2 separate regions of the Mus musculus genome follow, and region 1 is linked to region 2. Evidence: chromatin contacts called from public HiChIP or PLAC-seq data. All regions are on one chromosome and are shown on one strand. The core of a region is the stretch at or near the end of the contact, and the rest is flanking DNA. Distances in the headings are between cores, read along the strand shown. Region 1 has its middle 25 kb from the start of Alyref2. Region 2 has its middle 7.2 kb from the start of n-TGgcc14.

Region 1 (4,886 bases), core at 1,152-3,651, 390 kb after region 2:
ATTGATATGTCTTCCCAGTGAGACATCACTCTGCCCATTTAGAGATCAATAAAGGAAAAAAGTTTTTTAATAACAGCAGGTTCTGGCTAATGTACAAAAAGAAACCATTCTGGAATTTAAAAAACAACAACAACAACAAAAAAAAACCAGTCTATATAGGTCTTGGGCTTTATATAGTTGCATGTTATGTCTGCTATCCTTAAATCTCTTTCAGGTCCTGGTTTGTCCCAGATCCCATTTGAACAATTTAAATGGAAAAGAAGACATTTTTAGATTTTTTTTTTTTTGAGACAGGGTTTTTTCATGAAGCCTTGTCTGTCCCGGAATTCACTCTGTAGACCATGATAGCCTTGAACTCACGGAGATCCACCTGCCTCGGCCTCCCAAGTGCTGGGATTATAAGCACTTATACCTGGTCTAGGTTTGTTTTTCCTTTTTTGCCACAGTGATCCTCAGGCCTTTGATGAGATCAGGAGATAAAAACTGGTCAGTTAGGGCAGGGACCCCAAAGCGGCTTCCAGATGTTCTTGCTGGAGGCCGAAGGAAGATGCAGGGAGAGAGCTCTGGCTTGTGTTACCTCCTACATGAGAGCCACAGCATAAAGGACATGGGGGACTATGTGAATAGAACTGGGGGGGGGGCACACTGGGCCACCTGGTGGGCCAAATGGATTGACCATCTCATACCTCACTCTAGTTTCTGTCCTTTAGAAAGCCCCAGACAGGCAGTTCCACAGTGCTAGTAAATAGTACTGAAGTTTTTAATAACACGAGATTCTCCTGTGTAAGTGTGTGAATGGTGGGAGCTGGGGAGACAGGATGGTTTAATGGTTAGGGATTAAAAACCACAAAGCTGAGACTAATCCTTTTCTAGCTTCAAGGTTGTTCTTCTTAAGGTTGTAAAACAGCCCCCCCCCCTTTCTCTCCTCCCTCCCTCTTTCTCTTCTTCTCTCTCTTTCCTGCTCCCTAAACATTATCTTATTTAGCTTAGACTAGGTTTTTTGTTTTTTGTTTTTTGTTTTTTGGTTTTTCGAGACAGGGTTTCTCTGTGTAGTCCTGGCTGTCCTGGAACTCACTCTGTAGACCAGGCTGGCCTTGAACTCAGAAATCCACCTGCCTCTGCCTCCAAAGTGCTGGGATTAAAGGCGTGCGCCACCACGCCCGGCTAGACTAGATTTTAAATTGCTATATAGCTTAGGAGGGTCTTCAACTCCTGATCCTCCTGCCTTCCTCCTTCTAAGTGGTGGAATCGGAGCTGTGTGATACTTTCTGGTTTGGGGCTGTGGTGCTAGCTCGTGAAACAGGATTCTTCTGGGTGCCTATAGCTTCCTTTGTACTAGAAGAGCTCTCCATCAAAGGGTGTGACCGAAGAACGACCAAGTCACTTGTAAAAGGAGTTACTGGCATTAACCATGCTATTTGTGTCCAAAGATGTCACCCATCAGTATTCATATGTCTCGCTGATGGTCACAGACAGGGTGGGGGAGGCATTTGCTTGCTGTCGGCCTCAGAAAGGGTAGTGTCGGTCTGGCTCTTGGCCTTTTGCAGGAGAGGAAGCTGACAGATGTACGATCTGACCCAGTCCCTACCCCGGAAGCAGATGGGTATTAACAATTCTTCATTCCTCTCTTCCTGCCTAGCAGCCTCGAGCAAAGGATGTAGACCTTGAGCTAAAACACAAATTCTTTTCTACCACAGTTTTTGACCACTCCTCTCCTTGGGGGAATGTGTCTTTGGGACCTGGGAGAGATGCAGGGGCAGCAGCAGCAGCAGCAGCAGCAGCAGCAGCAGCAGCAGCAGCAGCAGCAGCAGCATTCTGTCCCAGAGGAAGCATCCAGATGTGATTTTTCTGAACGCAAATTTGAGGGCCTTACTTCTCACAGTGCTTTCTGAGGCCTCCTCTAGTTTGTCTCTACAGTGGCCCAATGGGCAATTAATGAAAGCAAAAAGTTTAGGGTCCAGCCAAGCACCCCATTGATTTGGACATAGCATATGGGCGCTTGAGAGTTTCGTGTTTTTGTTTGTTTGTTTGCTTGTTTGTTTTGTTTTACTTTTAGATTCTAATGTATGTTTATCATGTGTCCTGGTTCTACCTGTTAGCTCAGGTGAAATAGCAAAGAGGGAGTCTTGGGCCTGAGCTGGGAAACCCTGGAAGTGGTGTGTGCTGGGGTACTGCGTGAGTGTGTGTGTGCTTGCCCGTGTGCATATGTGTGTGCATGTGTACAGGTGCGTTTCTGTGTGTGTGTGTACGTGTGTAAGGGCGTTACTGTTATTCTTCCAGTCACACGGTGCACCCAGTCTCGGCCAGTTCCACCAGCATTTCTGAGATCTTCATTCTACCACCTGAGAGTAGAACCCGGACAGACCGGTTCTGAGGTACAGAGGAGAGAGAGGTCTGAACCGGAAGGGAAGTTTACTCAATTCAGGCAAGGCAGCGCCCTGTGCGTTGCAGGGTGGGGCGGGGCACGGGAGGGTGGAGGCAGCCCTGCCTGCTAGGCAGGGCTGTTGGCTAATTATCTGTGGACGAGGAGAGAAAACAGAGAGAAGGGATTGTGCGAAGCCTTACTTAGGGCCTTTGAGATGGCTCAATGGGTCATGAGCACCCGAGACTGATCCTCAGAACCCAGAAGCAGGCAGGAGAGAGCGGACGCCACAAAGGTGGGCGGTGATCGTGGACACGCATGCGCACACAGGCATACCTTTTTAAACTTGATGTTGACGTTATGGAATGTGCTTAAGGAAGCTGCTGTAGAGAGGATCCCTCTCCTCCCCTCCCCGCTTAATATCTTGTGCTCTCTCCTTTTTTTTTTTCTTCTTCCCATACAGGGTTCACTATGTAGCTCTGCCTGGCTTTGAACTCACGGGGATCTCTGCCTCTGGAGTGTTGGGTTTATTTTGTTTTGAGGAAAGATTTTCTCTGGCTCAGGCCTTGAACTTGGTCTGTTGTAGAGGTTAGCCTTGAACTGTCTTTAAAAAAAAAAAAAGTAGCTGGGCGTGGTGGCGCACGCCTTTAATCTCTTTAATCCGGAGGCAGAGGCAGGTGGATTTCTGAGTTCGAGGCCAGCCTGGTCTACAGCGTGAGTTCCAGGGCAGTCAGGGCTATACAGAGAAACCCTGGTTCGAAAAACAAAAAAACAAAACAAAACAAACAAACAAACAAAAAAAGTGTCTGCGTGCATGCACTCACAAGTGTTCAAACACTCGGGGGAATTCTTACAAGGTATTAGAGGATCCACGACCTTTACTTAGGCTCTGGGGCTTGACCTAAGGTAGTCAAATTTTCTGAGCTTTACCCACTCACTCAGCCACCTAGCCAGCTCCTAAATGTCTGCAATTTAAACCACTTAGTTAGAGATGGCTCGCTCAGTGATTAAGAGCACTTGCTGTTCTTTGGAGTATTCTCCATCTGTTGTTACTGCAGTTCCAGGGGATCTGATGCCCTCTTCTGGCCTCTGCAGGCACTACATGTACAAGGTCCATGTCCATACTTGTAGGCAAAACATTCAGATATATAAAATTTAAAAGTGTTTAATGGATTTTAATGATCTGCATATGTGTGTCTGTGTGTTCCTACTGTTCTTTATAACAATATGGTAGTTTTAAAATTATTATACAGGGTGATGCATAAAGATTATACACCTTTAATCCCAGCACTCAGAAGGCAGGGGCAGGAGGGTCTCTGAGACTTTGAGACCAGCCTGGACAGCCAAGACTACACAAAGAAAGAAACTCTGACTTGAAAAAAACAAAACAAAACAAGACAAAAATCTTGCTAGGTTGTGCTGGCCTGCAGCAGTTTAGGGATCCGTGGTAGTTTAGCTTTCGGAATCACCCTGTGAACCTGAGTCCTACTTATCCGTAGTAAATGCAGAAAGAAGGCAAAGAATCACAATTAAATGGCATTTAAACTGAGAGTCCACTTTTTCCGGTGTTAATATTCAACAAAACAACAATGAAAAGTCCCCAGAACTACATCGCTAAACTTCACCCATCCCAACTCAAACAAAAAACCGGGGAATAGTGTACCTTTATCTTGAAGGTGTTAAGTTTTGGAGGGGACTCTGCTGGTGTTGAAGGTGTTAAGTTCTGGGGGGACTCTGCCTGTGAGCGGGCTAGTAAGTAGTCACAACCTATTTGGGACCCATTAGAACAGCTTGTGTCAGTGGCCATAAAATTGTTCACACCCTGAAATGCAGTGATGTCTCTCGTGGGAACAAGCCCCAAGGAGACAATTAAACAAAGCAAGGGACGTATGTAGATCCACGTGAAAGGCATTCATTGTAGCGTGATCCGTAAAGTAACGAGCTGGAAGGAAACCAAGCTCTGCACAATACGCAGATTGTTAAACCAGAATGTGGAGACCGATGGAGACTTATCCAGTTATTGAACAATAATTATGGAGAACACGTAGAAACATTAAAATATTTATGATTTGGGGGGTATATGATTATTAAATAAAAGGAGAATAACAGCTAGGTACGGTGGTGCCTGCTGGGGACCCCAGCACTCGGTAGAAGGGTGCAGAAAGATGAGTTGTTTTAGTTTGGACAATAGAGATAAACTATATATTTGTTTTCTCTTCTTTTTAAAAAAGTTTCTCTCTGGTTATTGAAACTTGATAATCAAAGACCAGAAAACTCTCTGCTGCCATTCTATACGAGGTTATGTGGGTATAGTAATCAGCACAGGTCTCAAGAGTTTTTGGAAAGAGTGGAGAGCCACATCTCCCAGAATAACTAATTATTTATTTTATGTATTTATGAATTATTTATTTTATGTTCACCGTTGCTCTCTTCAGAAACACCAGAAGAGGGCATCAGATCCCATTGTAGATGGTTGTGAGCCACCATGTGGTTGCTGGGGATTGAACTCAGGACCTTTGGAAGA
Region 2 (4,976 bases), core at 509-3,008:
CTCATTGATCTTTTACATTTCAGTTCCTGCCAAAGCCATAGGCCATAGGCTTTTTAATTGACAGGTGATGCATCCATGATACTCCAGATATTCACTCTACAATTCCCCCATTTAGTCCAATAAAAGGCTTCCTTTTGCTGGGCGTGGTGGTGGCACACACCTTTAATCCCAGCACTCGGGAGGCAGAGGCAACTTTCTAAAGTTGCCAAATACTATGGCCTGGACATTGTACATGTATATCATACCTTATAGTTTTCATAATTGTTATAATTATATTCAATTTATATTTGAAAGAAAAGAAGCCTTTTTGTGTTTTTTTGTTTTGTTTTTTGAGACAGGGTTTCTCTGTATAACTCTGGCTGTCCTGTAACTCACTCTGTAGAGCAGGCTGGCCTCGAACTCAGAAATCCGCCTACCTCTACCTCCGGAGTGGTAGGATTAAAGGCATGCGCCACCACTCCTGGTTTAACCTAATTTCTATTGTATTTGCATTACCATCCTAAAAACATCTTCTTAGACCTAAAATATCTTCTTAAATTCTAAACAAATTAAGCTTATAGTGATACTTTGTATCAATATTCAAAATTACCTACCAATACAATAAAATATAACCTTATTTTTGCATCAAAATACAAAGATCTCTATCAATGTAAGATTATGGCTATAAAATCTCTTTTGGTTTAAGCGTAGATTCAATAATCTACCCTATTTGTTTAGTTTCTTATATTTCTGTATCCCCCTATTTCTTACCTAACTAAGAAAGAAGGGAAGAGGGGCTGGAGTGTTGGCTCTTTGGTTAAGAGCACTGACTGCTCTTCTAAAGGTCCTGAGATCAAATCCCAGCAAGCACATGGTGGTTCACAACCATCCATAATGAAATCTGACACCCTCTTCTGGTGTATCTGAGGATAGCTACAGTGTACTTGAATATAATAAATAAATAAATAAATAAATAAATAAATAAATAAATAAATAAATCCTTAAAAAAAGAAAGAAGGGAAAAGAGAAAACGAAAGGAAAAAGAAACCCATGAATATAACCTCCCTATTTTGCCTCCTCCTTGTCCAAGACCATAATTATTTGTAACCATCCTCTAAAATGACAACATATAACTCACAAAATGACCAAAACTATCTACCCCCAACTTAAGGGACTGGGACAACAGTCTTCTGATAATTGCTTCCTGCTTAATTGGGGTGAAGAATTCCTTTTGTGGGGCCCAAGAAAATTAGAAACGTGGTTAGTCTTAAGAAAGCCAGCTGTAGCATGTGTTATTTAGTCTCTATATGTTGAGAAAGCTTGGAGTATAATTAAAGTCGTAACTGGAACAGAACAGTCTGAAAGGTTGGATCAAGCAAGCTAGCTGTTCTGAAGTTATCCCAGAAGTCGGTCTTTAGAGGAAACAGCTATGATGCCGTTGAGGCAGGATCAAGCAGGGAGCTGGAACAGCAGGGCTCAGCATCTGAGCATCTCCAGAGTGAATCCTATCAAGGCTGCCTCCTGGCCCTCCATTCTGTAGTATACAAACCTTACCAGCAACACACAGTTCTATAAAGAGATTGGTTGGAATGCACAGGTGAGCAGATCAATTAAGGATGATTTCCTGATCTTAGTGCAGGTAAAAGACAACTGCCTTTCTTCAGAAGATAGTTTGATCATATAAACAAACTGTACTATGAATCTCCATTCATGCCATATGAAAGGATGGTATGCAGTAAGTTATGAGAATTCCATAGCCTACAGGCTTTATTAGACATGCAAGCTGAAGTCCTGGCTGGGGACATTTCTTGTCTCAGGCAGTTTCAGAGCTGCCCCAAAATGGAGGGTACAGCAAAGACATTGTTTGTTTCTTTGTTTCTTTGTTTGATCTTCTTGATTTTCTCTCTTCAGCCATCTCCTCACATTTTCCCTGGCAAATCTCTCAGTGCCTGGCTCTATGTAGTCTCCCCTCCCCCAGCCTGAAACCTGCTTGCTCAGGGGTGGAGCTTCCCGCTCAATCGTTCTGCCACGCCCACTGCTGGAACCTACCGCTTTGCTGTTTGGAGCTACACACGTGGTCACCCTGCTACTGGATTCCGAGATTATTTGGCGGGAATTGGGCCCCTCCCCCTTCCTTCATAACGGAGTGCCAAAATAGTAAAAATTGAACCTTGAGCAGAGAGAGACCTTTGTCTTGGTTCCTTCCTTATCTCGCGCAGCCCAGCCCCTCTTCTCTTCCAGGTTTCCAAAATACCTTTCCAGGCTAGAACTCAGGTTGTGATCTACTGGCCAGACACAACAGCTCTATCCCAGAATTCTTTTTGCCTCCTGGATCATCCACCTTCTGTTTCCTGCTAAAGCCATGGGCTTTTTAACTGACAAATGTTGCATCTACAATAACACAAGATTTTTTTTTCCTCTATGGACTTCTTTTAGTTGTCACCAAATATAGTCCCTGGTTTTGTAAGTGTGGGCACTTCTGTTTCTGCCCCAGTTCCCAAATAATGGCATGGAATCTATATTTATTTAAGAATGCCTAGGCCTTATGCTAGGCTTGTTGCCCTCTGGCTCATAACCTAATTATCCCATTTACACTAATCTAAGTTTTGTCACGAGGCTGGTTAGTTGTCTATCATCAGTTTCATATGTCCAGCTTCCTCCCAGTCTGGGTGGCCAATCTCCCGTGCCTGACTCCTTTCCAGAGTTGTCCTCTGTCTCTGGAAGTCCCACCTTGTTACTCTGGTTTTTTGTTGTTGTTGTTGGTGGTGGTGGTTTGTTTTTTTGTTTGTTTTGTTTTTGTTTTTCTGCTATAGGCCATAGGCTTTTTATTTTAACCAATCAGAAGATGATGGAGAAGTTTCATTTTACAACCTTATGGGCTCAGGTTACTGTCCTCTGTTCAGACTGCCTTTGTTTGTTGCAAGAAATATTAAAAAGAATGAACCAGCTTGTTCCTGCACTTGTGTTAGCAACTTGGTGCCCCGGTGGCCTGGATGGCCATGCACTGGCGGGCAATGGACGATCTGTTTTCATCTCGTGGAGACTCTCTGGCCTGAAGCTCCCAAAACTTCTCCACTCAGCTTGCTAGGTTCCCACTGGCCGGTCGCTATCACTCCAGCCCCATGCTTTAAAACTTTTGTGGTGCACATCAAGCAAACCCACCATGCTTCGCCGCTGTACCTTTCTCTCTTGAACCCAGACAAGCCACTGTGTGAAGGAAGATGCAACACACACTTAGTTCAGAAACAGCAGTAACTCAATTGCTGTGCGCAACAACTAAAATCCTAACTTTGTAAACCATATTAAATCTAAATCCTCTGGTGGTGAATCCTACAGATCCGCCACTGAAGCCAGGAGACACTAGTAATTACATCTTGTCCTAAGCTATCCCTATCCAAAAAGACTTAACTCTCTCCTGCTTCCTCTCTTCCTCTGTCCAATCTGGAAGTCCTTCCTACTTGCCCAGTGATTGACTCTTTCATTTTAAGAGGATTGGTTCACAAGAAGTCACCTGAGTATGTGACTCACTCCTTGTCTACAACCCCTCCCAGGAGAGTGGAATTAGCATCAAAATACAAACAGCATCTGCTATTCACAACATTTGTTTAAACTCTTAAACTTGTCTTTACTGTTTTCCCCAATCTGTAAGATCCTTAAGGGATCTAATTGTGTAACAAAATCTGTCTACAGAGGGCAGGCAGCTTTTCTGGAGGCCCACAGTTATCTGTTTCAAATGAGTGTCAATATGTCTTAGATAGCTAAGTTAATGTTTAAAGAGAAATTATAAGTAGTGCCAATACAGTACAAAAAGGCCTCATCACTTTGATCAAGCCTTTCATCAAAAACAAAACAAAACAAAAATAGTCTGGGCAATGGTGGCTCATGCTGTTTATCCCAATGCTCTGGAAGCAGAGACATGAACATCTCTGAATTCAAGGCCAACCTGGTCTACAAAGTGAGTTCCAGGCCAGATGGCCAAAGCTACACAGACCAAGTCTGTCCCAAAAATACCCACCCCCAAAATAAAATATCACTGTTAGGATCTGGTGAGATAGCTCAGCAGTTAGAAGCACACACTGCTAATCCAGAGGACCCGAATGATATCCACAGCATCTATGTATAACTCCCACTTCAGAGGGTCCACTGCCTCTGGCCTTTGTTGTCACCTGTACTCACATGCACAGATACAAATACATAATTAAAAATAAAAATATTTAAAATTGCAATGTTGGGTATGATCACTTGTATGGGAAACGTTGCTCCACCTAGTCCCATAAATCCAGGCATTTCCTTGAGCTATCCATCCCTTTGGTCCTGAGCCACTGCTATCTATTATGAGTTGCTATTCACCTCGTAGCCCAACAGTGTTGACAGGACTGGCTTATGTTGCTCAATCTGGCTCAGGTCCAAGGAGGAGCCAGGTTGTATATTTTTGCTTCTCTGTGCCTGTCACACCTCAATTGTTTAAACCCTTTATATCATCAAATTCTCTAGAACAGGTGTGTGTGTGTGTTTCAGACTTTAAAGTCTGTGGTGGTTTGAACATGCTTGGCCCAGGGACAGGTCCTATTAGGAGGTATGACCTTCTTGGAGTAGATATCGCCTTGTTGGAGGAACTGTGTCACTGTGAGGGTGGGCTTTAAGACCTTCCTAGCTGCCTGGATGCTTAGTCTTCTCCTGTTTGCCTTTGGAACAAGATGTAGAACTCTCAGCTCCTCCAGTGCCAGGGCTGCCTAGACACTGCCATGCTTCTTGCCATGGTGATAATGAACTGAACCTCAGAACCTGTAAGCCAGTCCCAATTAAATGTTGTCCTTTATAAGAGTTGCCGTGGTCATGGTGTCTCTTCACAGCAATGGAAACCCTAAATAAGGTAGACGTTGGAACCAAGGACTAGGGTAGTGCTGTGATAGGCCTGACCTTGTTTTTGTTTGGAGGAATGTGGATTTGGGGACTTTGGATTTGTAAAGCAGTGGAATGCTTTAAGTGGGGTTTAA

What was found. HiChIP or PLAC-seq counts read pairs in DNA pulled down with a chosen protein or histone mark.
Region 1: a contact with region 2 is called in an H3K27ac HiChIP or PLAC-seq map of embryonic stem cells, with 6 read pairs. The contact joins two enhancer-like sites. A contact is called at or near these places in 1 of 115 datasets of contacts at active chromatin or transcription factors (embryonic stem cells) and 1 of 9 other capture datasets (liver).

The regions. Positions count from the first base shown.
Region 1 is chr1:171,475,765-171,480,650 of GRCm38.p6, forward strand. No RefSeq gene overlaps it. Among named protein-coding and RNA genes, the nearest start is that of Alyref2, 25 kb to the right of the region's middle. Within about 2 kb of position 2,402, at least 158 of the 459 cell types and tissues checked have an H3K27ac peak or open chromatin away from gene starts, as enhancers often do. A contact at or near this core is called in embryonic stem cells, where this site is marked.
Region 2 is chr1:171,086,608-171,091,583 of GRCm38.p6, forward strand. No RefSeq gene overlaps it. Among named protein-coding and RNA genes, the nearest start is that of n-TGgcc14, 7.2 kb to the left of the region's middle. Within about 2 kb of position 1,759, at least 16 of the 459 cell types and tissues checked have an H3K27ac peak or open chromatin away from gene starts, as enhancers often do. A contact at or near this core is called in embryonic stem cells, where this site is marked.